2 separate regions of the Ovis aries genome follow, and region 2 is linked to region 1. Evidence: chromatin contacts called from public Hi-C data. All regions are on one chromosome and are shown on one strand. Each heading gives the region's core, a stretch centred on a gene start, on an enhancer-like site or on the middle of the called end of the contact. The rest is flanking DNA. Distances are from core to core; before and after follow the strand shown. Region 1 holds the start of NSRP1 (nuclear speckle splicing regulatory protein 1). Region 2 overlaps BLMH (bleomycin hydrolase).

Region 1 (6,934 bases), core at 1,371-3,870:
TATGCTCAGTGGTTGTGGCGTTTGCTTAGCTGCCCCGTGGCATGTGGGATCTTCCCAGACCAGGGGTTGACCCTGTGTACCCTACACTGACAGGTGAATTCTCAACCACTGGACCACCAGAGAAGTCCATATATGTGTGTGTATATATATATCCTTTTATTACACTGTGCCCCAAGATTTCATATCTGGCTTCTGTCTGGCCTTACCCTAATCACTTTGAGGGGGGAAAAAAGACATTCAGCACATTCCTATATGCAAAGTTATATAATTCCTATAATAGTACGTTTCAGCATTAATTCATTTAAAAGAGTGGATCTTAAAGTGTGGTTTGTGGACTCCTGCAGGTCCCTAAAACACTTTTGGGATTTTCCAAGTCAAAACTATATTTCTAACAATGCTAGGAAATTATTTGCCTTTTTTCACTCTCATCCTCAGAACAGTGTGCAAGAGAACTTTTCAGAGGCTTCTTGATATGTGATGATGTCATTGTTCTGACAGTTAATAGAACATGTGTGGATTCTTTTAACTTTTTTCTTCCATTTTTATTGATACAATTAATATACAGCACTGTGTCAGTTTAGTGTTTAGCATATTGACATATACATTACGAAAAGATTACAGTAAATTTAGTGAACATCCATCATCTCATAAATACAAAATAAAAACTATTTTTCCTTATGATGAGAACTCTTAGGATTTACTCTGTTAACAACTTTTATATACAGCAAGTCAATTATATTAATCACATTATACATTACATCCAAATACTTATTATCTGGAACTCTGTACCCTTTGACCATCTTCTAAAAAAAATAATGATACTACACAAAGATACAAAGATTTACACAAAGATACAAAGACACAAGAAATGGTACGCGTGTGTAATAATATATTCTTCTTATTTAAAAAATATTTTTAAAGGGTAATTGTTTAAAGAAAAATAATTTATTGTGCATTTACAACATTGTTCGAAGTAAAACTTGTGACAAAATACAGCACAAAGTTTCAGAGAGGGAAATTGGAAGTATACTTTTTTAAAAAGTTTTTGAGTGGTACATTGTTACTTGAAGATAGATTGTGATAAAGATGTATACTAGAAACCTTAAAGCAAAACCTTGCCCAAAAAAAAAAAAAAATCTTAAGCTAAGTCGTAAAAATTTATTGATTAATCCAAAGTCAAGGGGAAGGTGGCAGAGGAGGGTACAAAGAACAGACAGGAAAAAGAAAAAACAAACTGCAACTACACTAATACTCACGTTAATGAAAACGTTCTAAATACCAACTTAAAAGGAAGAAAGTGCCATACTAGATAAAAAGCAACACCCAACAATATGCTAGCAACAAGAAATCCACTTTATATTAAAAGTTAGGCATTATATAAAAAGACAAATCGATTAAAATAGGTTAAAAGGATGGGAAAACATATACTATGCTAAAAACCAATGCTGGTTATAAATACTAATATTAGATTAAGTAGATAAAAAAAATAAAGAGGATCATTTCTTAATGGTATAGGGGTCAACATAAAAGGACACAACAACTCTAAATGTTTAAATATGTAGTAGGGAAAGTTAGTCGCTCAGTTACGTTCGACTCTGCTACCTCGAGGATGTAGCCCGCCAGGCTCCTCTGCCCATGGAATTCTCCAAGCAAGAATACCGGAGTGGGTAGCCATTCCCTTCTCCAAGGGATATTTCCCACCCAGAGATTGAAACTGGGTCTCCAACATTGCAGGCAGATTCTTTACCATTTGAGCCACCAGGGAAGCCCAAGTATCTAATAACAAAACTTCAAAACGCACAACTACACTTGGAAGTTTAAACGTCCTTCTGTCGGCAGTTTACAAGATCTCAACTGCTGTACAACTAGTTTGGCATGGTCCGAGAAAGAGTGGGTTCACACGTGAAATGTGACTAAAATTTTTTTAATATCATGTATGATTTTACTTTCTATACCCAGTGGCACTATAGTATTGTTATTCATCACTACTGTCCAACAGTAATATATTTAGCGTGTGGATTTTCATCTTCTGTCAAGTTACCCTAAGCCAGGAATGGGTGCGTGCTTAGTCATGTCCGACCCTTTGCGATCCCCTGGACTGTAGCCCACCAGGCTGCTCTGTCCATGGAATTTACCAGGCCAAGAATACTGGAGTGGGTTGCCATTTCCTCCTCCAGGGAATCTTTCCCACCCACGGATACTTACACTGAACACCTCAGGGGTTAAAAACAAAACAAAACAAAACACTGCCTAGGGCAGTGGTTTTCAAACTTGAGTATCAGGATTATCTGGTGGACTTGTTAAAATTCAGATTTCTGGGCCCATCCCAGCGTTTCTGATTCCGTAGGAAGGGAACAGGGGCAAAATTTTCAATTTCTAACAAATTGCCGGGGGATGACAATTCCCGGGACCACACTCTTAGCCTAAAATTTTGTTATTCCTTTCTTACCACTGATTTCGAGGCAATCCGTCGGTTTTCAAACAATTCCCAGGGCCAAGGACTCCACTCCCAGCAATGCGGGAGTAACCCAAAGTCAAACCCAGCGGCTAGGCGAGTTCTAGGCCGCCTAAAGCCCCGCGAGAATTCGCGTGATGACGCCAGCGTCTGCATCAGCGTTACGTCGGCGTCGGCCACGTTCAGCGGAGACGGGAGCAAGATGGCGATTCCGGGCAGGCAGTGAGTGATCCGGGAGTTAGGGTCAGACTGGGGAGTGAGATACCACGGCGACTGTGTCTTTGGCCGAGGAGTAGAAGTGCGCTGGAATTGAAGGGGCTGTGTCGTCAGGGATAGAGGCGGGGAAAGCGAGAAATCCCGAGGAACATATATTCCCATCCCCCCACACATTTTGCAGGATGGAAGCCCGAAGTTTGAGGGAGAAACTTGTGAGGAAATAAAGGAAGTTAGGCTGAGGGGCAGAGAGCGAGACTTTTCTATTTTCCAAAAGCTCGGTCTGAGGCCCCTCAGTCTTGCTTCCTACCCCGCGCTTGAGTTTCTCCCCGGTTGGATGCTTTCAGGGGAAATGAGAAGAGAGACATTTCCTGGCTTTCTTAGAGGGCCTTGTTCTCCTTGGCAGCTCAAGTTCTGATTCCCGCCCTCCCTTCTCGGTTTAGGAATGTTGTGCTGAGAAGCCACAAAAAAGGGTAGGCACATAGGGAATTGGGGTATACCTTGCCGTGAAAGGAAATGTTACATGTTTTTGGAAGCTTTACCTTAGATGTATAATCCTCAATTGTGATGCGGCTTCCCGTTATATCTGCATCTTAAAGGCCCAAACGTGAGAAGAAACCAGTTGAGTTGGGTCTGATGGGATGGTTCTTTCAGGTGCTCCAAGACAAAGCACGTGAGCTTTATAAAGTGTAATGGTAATTTGCCCCATAGCTACTTGGGTTTCTCAGTTAATGTAATCTTTAAGAAATTTTAATGGATGACATTAATCTTTATTTTATTTAATAACTTATTTAAAATGATATATACCCAGTAAGGGGAGGGGGGATGTTTTCTTGACTCTTGTTAGGCCACAAGAATAATTTAGAGTCTTTTTCTTTTTAGTGGACCTCAACTGAGCTTTCCACTAACATTTTTTTTTTAAACTTTCCTATCGTTTCACTATCTAAAACTTCCGAGCTCTTCATTCACTTCTCTTCTTTAACCTAGAATAATAGTTTAAAAATCTTAAGTGCATTTTGAAGCTTTTAGATCGTTGAAAATCAGAACCAGGGTTGTGTGAAGATCATAAGCTCTGTGACATGTTTTGACTTGGTAGCTTCATCCGGAAGAGGTAGTGGATGTATTACTGTTTTAACATTTAGGTATAATGGTGTAATTTCTATTTCAAAACAAAAAATATGCAGGTATGGGCTTATTTTGCCAAAGAAGGCACAGCAGTTGCACCCTGTTTTGCAAAAACCTTCAGTGTTTGGGAATGATTCTGATGATGATGATGATGAGGTAAGGGAAACTTTTTCTACTGCATTGTTGGAATTGTTTTTGTTTTTAAATTGAACTTGTGAATTTGATATCTTTGCTTGCTTCAAATGTTTTGTTAGTACAGTGTAACTGTAGCATAATTTACAGAAATAGCAAAGGAATACTTAAAACTCCATTGGTGGTTTTTTTTTTTTGCTAAGTGATACATGGATAATCCAAGAGATTTTCTTTCAACAGTTATGAACTTCAGCTATTTTTAAGCAGTTAGACAAAAGTAATTTCATACAACTAATACTGATACAACAAAATTGTTAGTGTAAAGATCCTAGGAAATAAGCTATTGAGATGTCACCAATTTCCTAGAAATTTTTATCAGCAAAATAGTTTCTTGTGAGATGACTTTTGTAGTTATTCAGTATCTGCTAAATGTAATTACACAGTGTAGTTATGGTAATGTATAAAGTTAGCATTAATAATACTACAATAATGATATCTAATATGAAAATTCTATGTTTTAGCAGCCAAAACAGTGTTTTTCTATGAAGCCCACAGTTCTTAACAAGCATATCAAAATAAGTGCACCCTTCCAAATGTCAAATTTGAAATTAATAGATTTTAAGTGTGTAAAATATGAAATTCATGGATTTTAAGTGTATAGGTTGATGACTTTTGACAAATACATATGCCTCAAAGTGAAAGTGTTAGTTGCTCAGTCATGTCCAACTCTTTACAACCTCATGGACTGTAGCCTACCAGCCTCCTCTGTCCATGGAATTCTCCAGACAAGATTACTGGAGTGAGTTGCCATTCCTTTCTCCAGGGAATCTTCCTGCCTCAGGGGATGAACCCAGATTTCCTTCATTGCAGGCGGATTCTTTACCATCTGAGCCACCAGTCAAGACGTAAAACATTTCACTCTTCCCTGAAAGTTCTTTCATACCTCTTTGCAGTTAATTTACTTTCCCATATTCTGCCCCAGACAACTATTTCATTGTGGGTTTGATTTGCATTTTGATGATGACCTATGATTTTGGCCATTTATGTATCATCTTTAGAAAAAGGTCTGTTGGCATAATTTGCCTAGTTTTTTTTTTTTTTGCCTAGTTTTTAATTGGGTTATTTGTCATTTTGCTATGAGTTGTAAGATTCCTTTGTATGTTCTAGGTACAGATCACTTGGTGGTGATGGTGGTTTAGTTGCTAAGTCATGTCTGACTCTTGTGACCCCATGGACTGTAGCCTGCCAGGCCCCTCTGTCCATAGGATTCTCCAGGCAAGAATAAGTTATTAGATGTACTTTGTAAATATTTTCTCCCATTCTGTGGATTGTCCTTTTACTTTCTTGACAATGTCCTTTGAAGTACAAAAGTTCAATTTTAAGGGAGTCCGGTATATTTTTTTCCTTCAGTTGTTACTGCTTTGGTGTCATCACCTAAGAAACCATTGCTTAATCCAAGGTCAAGGTTTATGCTGTGGTTCATTTTGAGTTAAATTTTGTATTTGATATGAGATAGGGGGTTTCGTTTCATTCTTTGCATGTGGAAGGATATCCAGTTTTCTCAACACCATTTGTTGAAGGCTCTTCCCCATTGAATTGACAGTCCCTTGTGGTTTGTTTTAATGTACGTTCAGTCAGTTCATTAGCTCAGTGGTATCTGACTCTTTGTGACCCCATGGACTGCAGCATGCCATGCTTCCCTGTCCGTCACCAACTCCCAGAGCTCGCTCAAACTCATGTCCACCGAGTCGGTGATGCCATCCAACCATCTCACCCTCTGTCGTCCACTTTTCCTCCTGCTTCCAATCTTTCCCAGCATCAGGGTCTTTTCCAGTGAGTCAGTTCTTAACATCAGGTGGCCACAGTACTGGAGCTTCAGCATTATTGCTTCCAGTGAATATTCAGGACTGATTTCCTTTAGCACTGGCTAGTTTCATCTCCTTGCAGTCCAAGGTACTCTAAAGAGTCTTTTCCAACACCACATTTCAAAAGCATCAGTTCTTTGGTGCTCAGCTTTCTTTATGGTCCAACTCTCACATCCCTACGTGACTACTGGAAAAACCATAGCTTTGACTAGAGGGACCTTTGTCAGTAAAGTAATGTCTCTCCTTTTTAGTATGTTGTCTAGGCATTAAAAAAAAAATATTTTAAAGTTCTCCTCTTTCACTTTCAAGAGGCTCTTCAGTTCTTCACTTTCTGCCATAAGGGTGGTGTCATCTGCATATCTGAGGTTATTGATATTTCTCCTGGCAATCTTGATTCCAGCTTGTGCTTCATCCAGCCCAGCATTTCTCATGATGTACTCTGCATATAAGTTAAATAAGCAGTGTGACAATATACAGCCTTGACGTACTCCTTTCCCAATTTGGAAGCAGTCCATTGTTCCATGTCTGGTTCTAACTGTTGCTTCTTGACCTGCATACAGATTTCTCAGGAGGCAGGTAAGGTGGTCTGATATTCACATCTCTAAGAATTTCCCTCAGTTTGTTGTGATCCACACAGTCAAAGGCTTTGGCGTAGTCAATAATGTCAAAAAAAATTTAATGTACAAGTAATTTTTAAAATCACTATATGACACGTTTATCTTGAGGTTTCACCTAAATTATCCTGGCATACCCATGTAATACAAAGCAGCATTGCTCCAATTTCAGAAGGATGGGTTTGTACAAGTGATCTAGAAAGTTTACTCGTATGATTACTGTTTCTTTTCCATTATGAGATGAGCCTAGTGGTGGTAGCTGGACAGTGGGTACTGTTTAGTCAACAGAAAGGCCTAGAGCCATTTTTCTCTTCCTTTTTGTCCCCCTTCCTTTTACATAGAGGGACTTTATGCAGAGAATTGGTTACATGGCTAATTGAAGACTTAAGAAGCTATAAAAGATGGTGAAGCAACGCAGAGTTTGTTGTTGTTTAGTCGCTAAGCTGTCGCTGACTCTTTTGCACCTGCCTGGACTGTAGCCCGCCAGGCTCCTCTGGCCATGAGATTTCCCAGGCAAGATCTTGGAGTGA
Region 2 (6,934 bases), core at 2,361-4,860, 120 kb after region 1:
AATGTCTATCCAAAGTAATACCAGAACGAGAATACACGGAGTAGAAAGGTACCATTTCTGGGGCTGAGACTGTAACATTCTCTCTAATGATGTCACAAAACCTTCAAGTTGGCATCATTACAATCCAAGGATGCATTTTATATTATTTTCATCTCACAGAACGACAGAAGTATAGAGACATACCCTACATAAGGTCAGAGCACAGAAGTACATTCTCTTCTGTATCAAATTTCCTTTACTTTTGAAAAAACAGACACTATGATCTGCTTCTTCTTTCTCCACCCCAATCACCACCCTGATCCAGTCTCATCACTTACCACCTGCATTATTTGCTCCTTACATTTGAATACTCCACTACAGTTAAAAGAAGTGGATCCTGAATGTGACTGTTTTGTGCTACCCATTATATATCTGCTAGGTTAACTTAATTCTCATAGAACTCTCTCAAGGTGTAATTTCCCTCTTCCTCCCTCCTCCAAAAGACTCAAAGAAATTAAGCAATCTACTTAAGATCACATCGCTAGTAACTGGCAGAATCATGATCTGAAGTCACACTGTCCAAAAAAAAGAAAAAAAAACTAAAGTATTGCTCCACTGGTTCAGGGTTTAAAACAAAAAAGGAAATACTGTCTACTGTGCTGTACCACAATCCATGTCTCTCAGTCTTCTCAACAAAAATGGTAGATACTATTCACATTTGACAGATAAAGAAACCAAGGTTCAGGAAAATAAATAGCTTGACTGAAGTCCTAAAGCCAGTAAATTGCAAAAATCAGGCCTCAAAAGAGCCTTGGGACAGATACCCTGATAAGTAAGGTTCAAACTTCTTCTTTGAACCAAAGCTAGAAAATTAGAAATAGGCCTGCCTATGACTTCAGGCCTATAATTAAGGATAAAAAGACTCTTATGTCATATGGAAGACAGAGCCTGATTCTACCACCTTAACAGAAACACATCAACCTACAGATGAAGGTATGTGTGCCTTTCATTTTATGTTTGTTTTCCAAGAGAGGGTCTTCCTTTACTAGGATTTGCTTTATGTCTTATGAGCCTGAAAGGCTGGTCCTTCACCCACCACCCTCCCTTTTTAAAGTTACGTATTTCTTTTTGGCCGTGCTGGGTCCTCGCTGCTCCGTGGGCTTTTCTCCAGCTGTGGAAAGCAGGGGCTACTGTCCAGCTGTGGTGTTTGGGCTTCTCACTGCAGTGGGCTCTCCTGTTGTGCAGCATGGGCACATGGGCTTCAGGAGGTGCAGCCTCCAGGCTCTAGAGCAACTCAGAAGTTGTGGCATACAGGCTTAGCTGCTGTGTGGCATGTGGGATCTTCCCAGACCAGGGATCAAACCCATGTCTCCTGAACTGGCAGGCAGAATCTTTACCACAGAGCCACCAGGGAGGCCCAACTGCCTCTCTTTTAACATATCATTCTCAGGCTAGTTTCTAATACAGAAAAGCAGCAGCTGGGCATCACATGAGCAACTGTAATTGAGCTAATCTAGCCATGGATTAATGAGCTCTTTTTGAGATTCCTAAGGACCAGACAGTCATTTTGTATTTCCTCAGCACCAAGGCCACAAGTGGTAATTTTCATCATGAGGACCCTGCCACTGGTTAACCATGGTCAAGACAATTAAAGTGTATAATATGTTTAACAAAGGAAGGCTTTATAGCCTTAAATGATGTGTATTTTCAACTAATAATCATTGTCACATGTGTATGAACATTTTATACAGGGTCATTTTAATTAATTCTCAGTCATCCACTTGGTTTACCCAGTTCAGTTAGGCCCTGGCGAAAAAATGGGGGAGACTAGGGCTAGGCCTAATGAAGATTAAGTAAGTGAACTTCCGATTACTTTTAAACACATTCTAAATATAAATATGAGTGTTTTACACTATGATTTACATATACCTTATTGGGCATCTGACTCCCTCTCTATGGTAAAAAGTGTGAAATCACTCCTTCCTTCTCATCAAAAATGCACTAAAGGCAACCCACTCCAGTATTCTTGCCTGGAAAATCCCATGGACAGGGGAGCCTGGCAGGCTACAGTCCATGGAGGTCACAAAGAATTGAACATGACTGAGCAACTTCCCTTTCTTTTCTGATATTTCTAAAATAGTCAACAAGGCCCTACTGTCTAACACAGGGAACTCTACTCAACACTCTGGAAGAAGCTATCTGGGAGCAGAGTCCAAAAACAAGTAGATGTACTCCTATCTGTAACTGAATCGATGCCAAAACAAATGCAACTTTGTTAATCAACTGTACTGCACTAGAAACTAAAAATTAAATGAAGATATCAGTAAAAGGGAAAAAAAAATGCACTAAAGGAAATCTGCATTTTAGCTATCTAAATGAATTCTATAATTCATCTCTTTTTGGAATAAAAATATTTATGCCTTACTGCATATATTTTATAAAGCTGAATTTTTATCAAAGATATATACAAGGGATGAATGAGGATAAGCGTGACATCTCTCTCTTATATTTTGATAAAACTGTAATCTGAGACAATGTTGGTTTGTTTTATATTATTTTTTTACCATGACAATAAATTATCCAAAGCCATTCACATTCAAGTCAGTTTAAAACACTTTGGAAGGAACGTTTGGCTCCAAGTCAACTAACAATTGTGAAACAAGCTCTAATTTTAAAAAATTATCTGAATTATAATCTCCAGGGCCCATGATACTTCAATTCTTGGTAAGAGACTCTGCTGTTCTGAAAAACTATTCCTTGTTCCCAAAATACAAAGCTGGCAGTGAGCTTTGGGTATCTGAGACTGCTCTCTGGTGGACAACTCGGGAGTTGTTATCTGTTTCTCACAAGATGAAGTTGACATTCAGGACAATAAAAGATACTGGACACTGAACGAAGTCTTCATATAGAACTGAATACTGGTGAATAATAGAACCCAAAAGCAATGGAAAAAAGACAAAAGACACAGAAAGCATGAAATACAGGACACAGGGAAAGAAAGTATGGACCCCAATTTAAAGACAAATGATGTTGGACAGAGTCAATTCCCATCCTCATGGCTAAACTGGAAGACAGACACCAAGTAAGAGGAGGAAGGCAGGATGCAATAGCTGAGAGTCAGTCATGAAAGCTTAGAAGGGTGAGAGTTTAAAGCCAGCTACAGGCAGACACAGAATGGAGGAAACCATAGTAATTAGAAATGTTACTGGCTTGGCCAGAAAGTTCGTTTGGGTTTTTCCATAGGATGTTACGAAAAACCTGAATGAACTTTCGGTTCAACCCAGAAGAATGGGAAGGTAGTGCAATGGTTAACAACCAAGCTACCTGCAATGGAGCAAAACTGGCAATGCTAAGAGTTCAGTGCCTGGTACCACAGAAGAAGGAACAGAATCCTGGAATCGTCATTTATATTTACAATACTGGGTTGTCCAGTAAAGTCTGAAGCACTGTAGAAATGTGACTTCCTTCTATTGTAAAAACACAAAGCTACACTGCCATTAAGAAATCATCTACTCTGACCTTTTAGCTTCACTGATGGAGAAATTAGGTTCAAAGGTAAAGTGACCTATTGATCACGGAGGAGAATGACTGCCAGGACACAGAAACTGTCACAGAAAATAGCCGAACTCTGGAGAAGGTTCGGTGCTGAGGGTAAATGAGCCAGTCGCATGAGAAGAGTGGAGACCTTGGTGATTGCTGACAATGCAGAGAAAGGGGAGAGGAGACATCTCTCTACTGCTTTCTGATGGGGAATGAAAGAAAAGGCAGGGATCTGCTTTGAAAACAAAACTCCTACTTGTGCCAGCAAAAGCAAGTGCAGGAGGAGAAATTTCCTGGAGGCATTAGATATATTTTAGGGCAGGGAAAGACACAAAAACCTACACTTAAGAGGTGTGTGCCTTTCTGTGATGTTAAAGAAAATGAGCTCACAAGGATGATAACTAAGAGTCAAATGATTACCTTCAGATATAAGAAGATCTACAGTGAGCTAGCCACTAGGGGATTTAAGCTGAGGAGTGATGTGGCTTAATTTTTGTTTTAAAAAAGATGTCACCCTGGCTGTTTTGAGAACGCATGGTAAAACAGCGGGAGAGGAAGAAGGGAGACCAGTGTGGAGGCCACTGTTCTGTAGATGAGATATGGTAGTGATTCCCACTTTTAGAGTCTGTTTAGATCAAAGAAATAGAAATTCAGACTCTCCAGCTCCACCCAGATCTACTGAGTCAATCTACACTTTAACAAGATCCCCAAGGGATTTGACTGTAAAGTTTGAAAGCGCTACATTAAGCACATTTACTCTTTCCCTCCTCCCAAATTCTGCTTCTTCAATTATTACTTCTCTCATTTACACTGCTATCCCTGACCACATACAGGTTCCCTCATAATCACTCAAAAGCCTTCTCTCCCCTACCTGGAAACCTTCCATTTATATCACCCCAAATCTTCCCTCTTCCTTGTCCTCCACATTGGCAGGTCCTGTTATCCTCACTTTGAAGATACACCACCCTCAAATATATCCACTTCTCTTCATCCTTATTTTCATCCATCTAGTGGGAACCACTACCATATCTCATCTACACAATAGCCTCCACGCTGGTCTCCCTTCTTCCTCTCCCGCTGTTTTACCATGCGTTCTCAAAACAGCCAGGGTGACATCTTTTTTAAAACGAAAATTAAGCCACATCACTCCTCAGCTTAAATCCCCCAGTGGCTAGCTCACTATAGATATTCTTATATTTTTGATGTTTATGCTAAGTGAAATAAGTCAGACAGAGAAATACTGTATGACATCACTTATATGTGAAATTTAAAAAATACAGCAAACTAATGAATACAACAAAAAAGCAGCAGACTCACAGATACAGAGAAAAACTAGTGGTTAACTGTGTGTGGGGGAAGGGGTGATATAACGATTGGAGAGTGGGGGCTACAAACTAATAATGGCTGTAAGACAAGCTCAAGGATGTACTGTACAAAAGGAGGTTATAGCCAGTATCTTCTAATAACTGTAAATGGAAAGTAACCTTTAAAGCTTGTGTATACTCGATGACATAAAGCAAGATCCGCTATGACCCACCTCCTAGAGTAATGGAAATAAACACAAAAGTAAACAAGTGGGACCTGATTAAACTTAAAAGCTTTTGCACAGCAAAGGAAACTATAAACAAGGTGAAAAGACAACCCTCAGAATGGGGTTAAATAATAGCAAATGAAACAACTGACAAAAGATTAATTTCCAAAATATATAAGCAGCTCATACAATTCAATGCCAGAAAAACAAACAACCCAATCAAAAAGTGGGGAAAAGATCTAAACAGACATTTCTCCAAAGCAGACATACAGATGGCTAACAAACGTGAAAAGATGCTCAACATCACTCATTATTAGAGAAATGCAAATCAAAACTACAATGAGATATAACCTCACATCAGTCAGAATGGCCATCAGCAAACAGTCTACAAACAATAAATGCTGGAGAAGGTGTGCACTGTTGGTGGGAATGTAAATTGATACAGCCACTATGGAAGATAGTATGTAGATTCCTTAAAAAACTAGGAATCAAACCAACATAAGACCCAGCTTCCCTGGTGGCTCAGACGGTAAAGCGTCTGCCTATAATGTGGGAGACCTGGGTTCCATCCCTGGGTCGGGAAGATCCTTTGGAAAAGCAAATGGCAGCCCACTCCAGTACTCTTGCCTGGAAAATCCCATGGACGGAGGAGCCTGGCAAGTTACAGTCCATGGGGTCGCAAAGAGTCAGACACAACTGAGTGACTTCACTTTCACTTTCTTTCATGACCCAGCAATCCCAATCCTAGGCATATACCCCGAGGAAACCAAAACTGAAAGACATGTATATCCCATTGTTCACTGCAGCACTATTTACAATAGCTAGAACATGGAAGCAACCTAGATGTCCATCGACAGATGAATGGATAAAGAAGTTGTGGTATATATACACAATGGAATATTACTCAGCCATAAAAAGGAATGCATGTGAGTCAATTCTAATGAGGTGGATGAACCTAGTACCTATTATACAGAGTGAAGTAAGTCAGAGAGAGAAAGATAAATATTGTATTCTAATACATATATATGGAATCTGGAAAAATGGTACTGAAGAATTTATTTCCAGGGCAGCAATGGAGAAACAGACGCAGAGAATAGACTTATGGACATGGGGAGAGGGGAGGAGAGGGTGAGATGTACGGAAAGAGTAGCATGGAAACTTATATTACCAAATGTAAAACAGATAGCCAACAGGAATTTGCTGTATGGCTCAGGAAATTCAAACAGGGGCTCTGTATCAACCTAGAGGGGTGGGATGGGAAGGGAGATGGGAGGGAGGTTCAAAAGGAGGGGATACATGTATACCTATGGCTGAGTCATGTTGAGGTTTGACAGTAAACAACAAAATTCTGTAGTTATCATTCAATTAAAAAATAAGTTTAAAAAAAGCTTGCATATTAAAAAAACTATAGGCACTAGAGAAACACAAAGAAAATGAAAAAAGGAACTTATTAACAGTGCATAGGATCCTTTCTTTAAGCTAAATTTTATATGATCTTAAATGAAAAAAAAGTACATAAGGAAAAGTATCAGAGAGTTGGCAGTGATAACCTCTGGATCACAAGGACTTTCTATGTCATCCTGCCCTGGGTTAGTTAGTACGTAATTTCTTATGTTTACAAAAGTTTAAAAGTACAAGCCTTATTCATGCTCCTGGTATAACACACTCAAAAGCCTCCAATGTGCAACAAGGTAGAATGATTAGCAAATATTATTCAAATATATTATATGCTTCAAACTAAGAAGTTAACTGTTCAGTTGAAAAAATAAAAGAAACAGGTATCCCTCCAGAAGAAAGGAAGAAAGATAAAAAGAAAGAGATACCTAGGTGTGTGCTGTGCTGTGGTCAGTCAATTCACTTATGTCTGACTCTTTCTGACCCAGG

What was found. A called contact is a pair of places that touch in the nucleus more often than the background predicts.
Region 2: a Hi-C map of liver shows a contact between it and region 1, with 5 times the contacts expected there. The contact joins the enhancer-like site here to the promoter of NSRP1 in region 1. A contact is called at or near these places in 3 of 16 Hi-C or Micro-C datasets (liver, skin fibroblasts and tail adipose tissue).

What each region holds. Positions count from the first base shown.
Region 1 is chr11:21,169,114-21,176,047 of ARS-UI_Ramb_v3.0, forward strand. NSRP1 (nuclear speckle splicing regulatory protein 1) reads left to right here and starts at 2,621. Exons shown (of 9, transcript XM_060395307.1): 1 at 2,621-2,677.
Region 2 is chr11:21,289,016-21,295,949 of ARS-UI_Ramb_v3.0, forward strand. The region is part of intron 6 of BLMH (bleomycin hydrolase); the gene reads right to left. Among named protein-coding and RNA genes, the nearest start is that of BLMH, 15 kb to the right of the region's middle. Within about 2 kb of position 3,611, at least 2 of the 54 cell types and tissues checked have an H3K27ac peak or open chromatin away from gene starts, as enhancers often do. A contact at or near this core is called in liver, where this site is marked.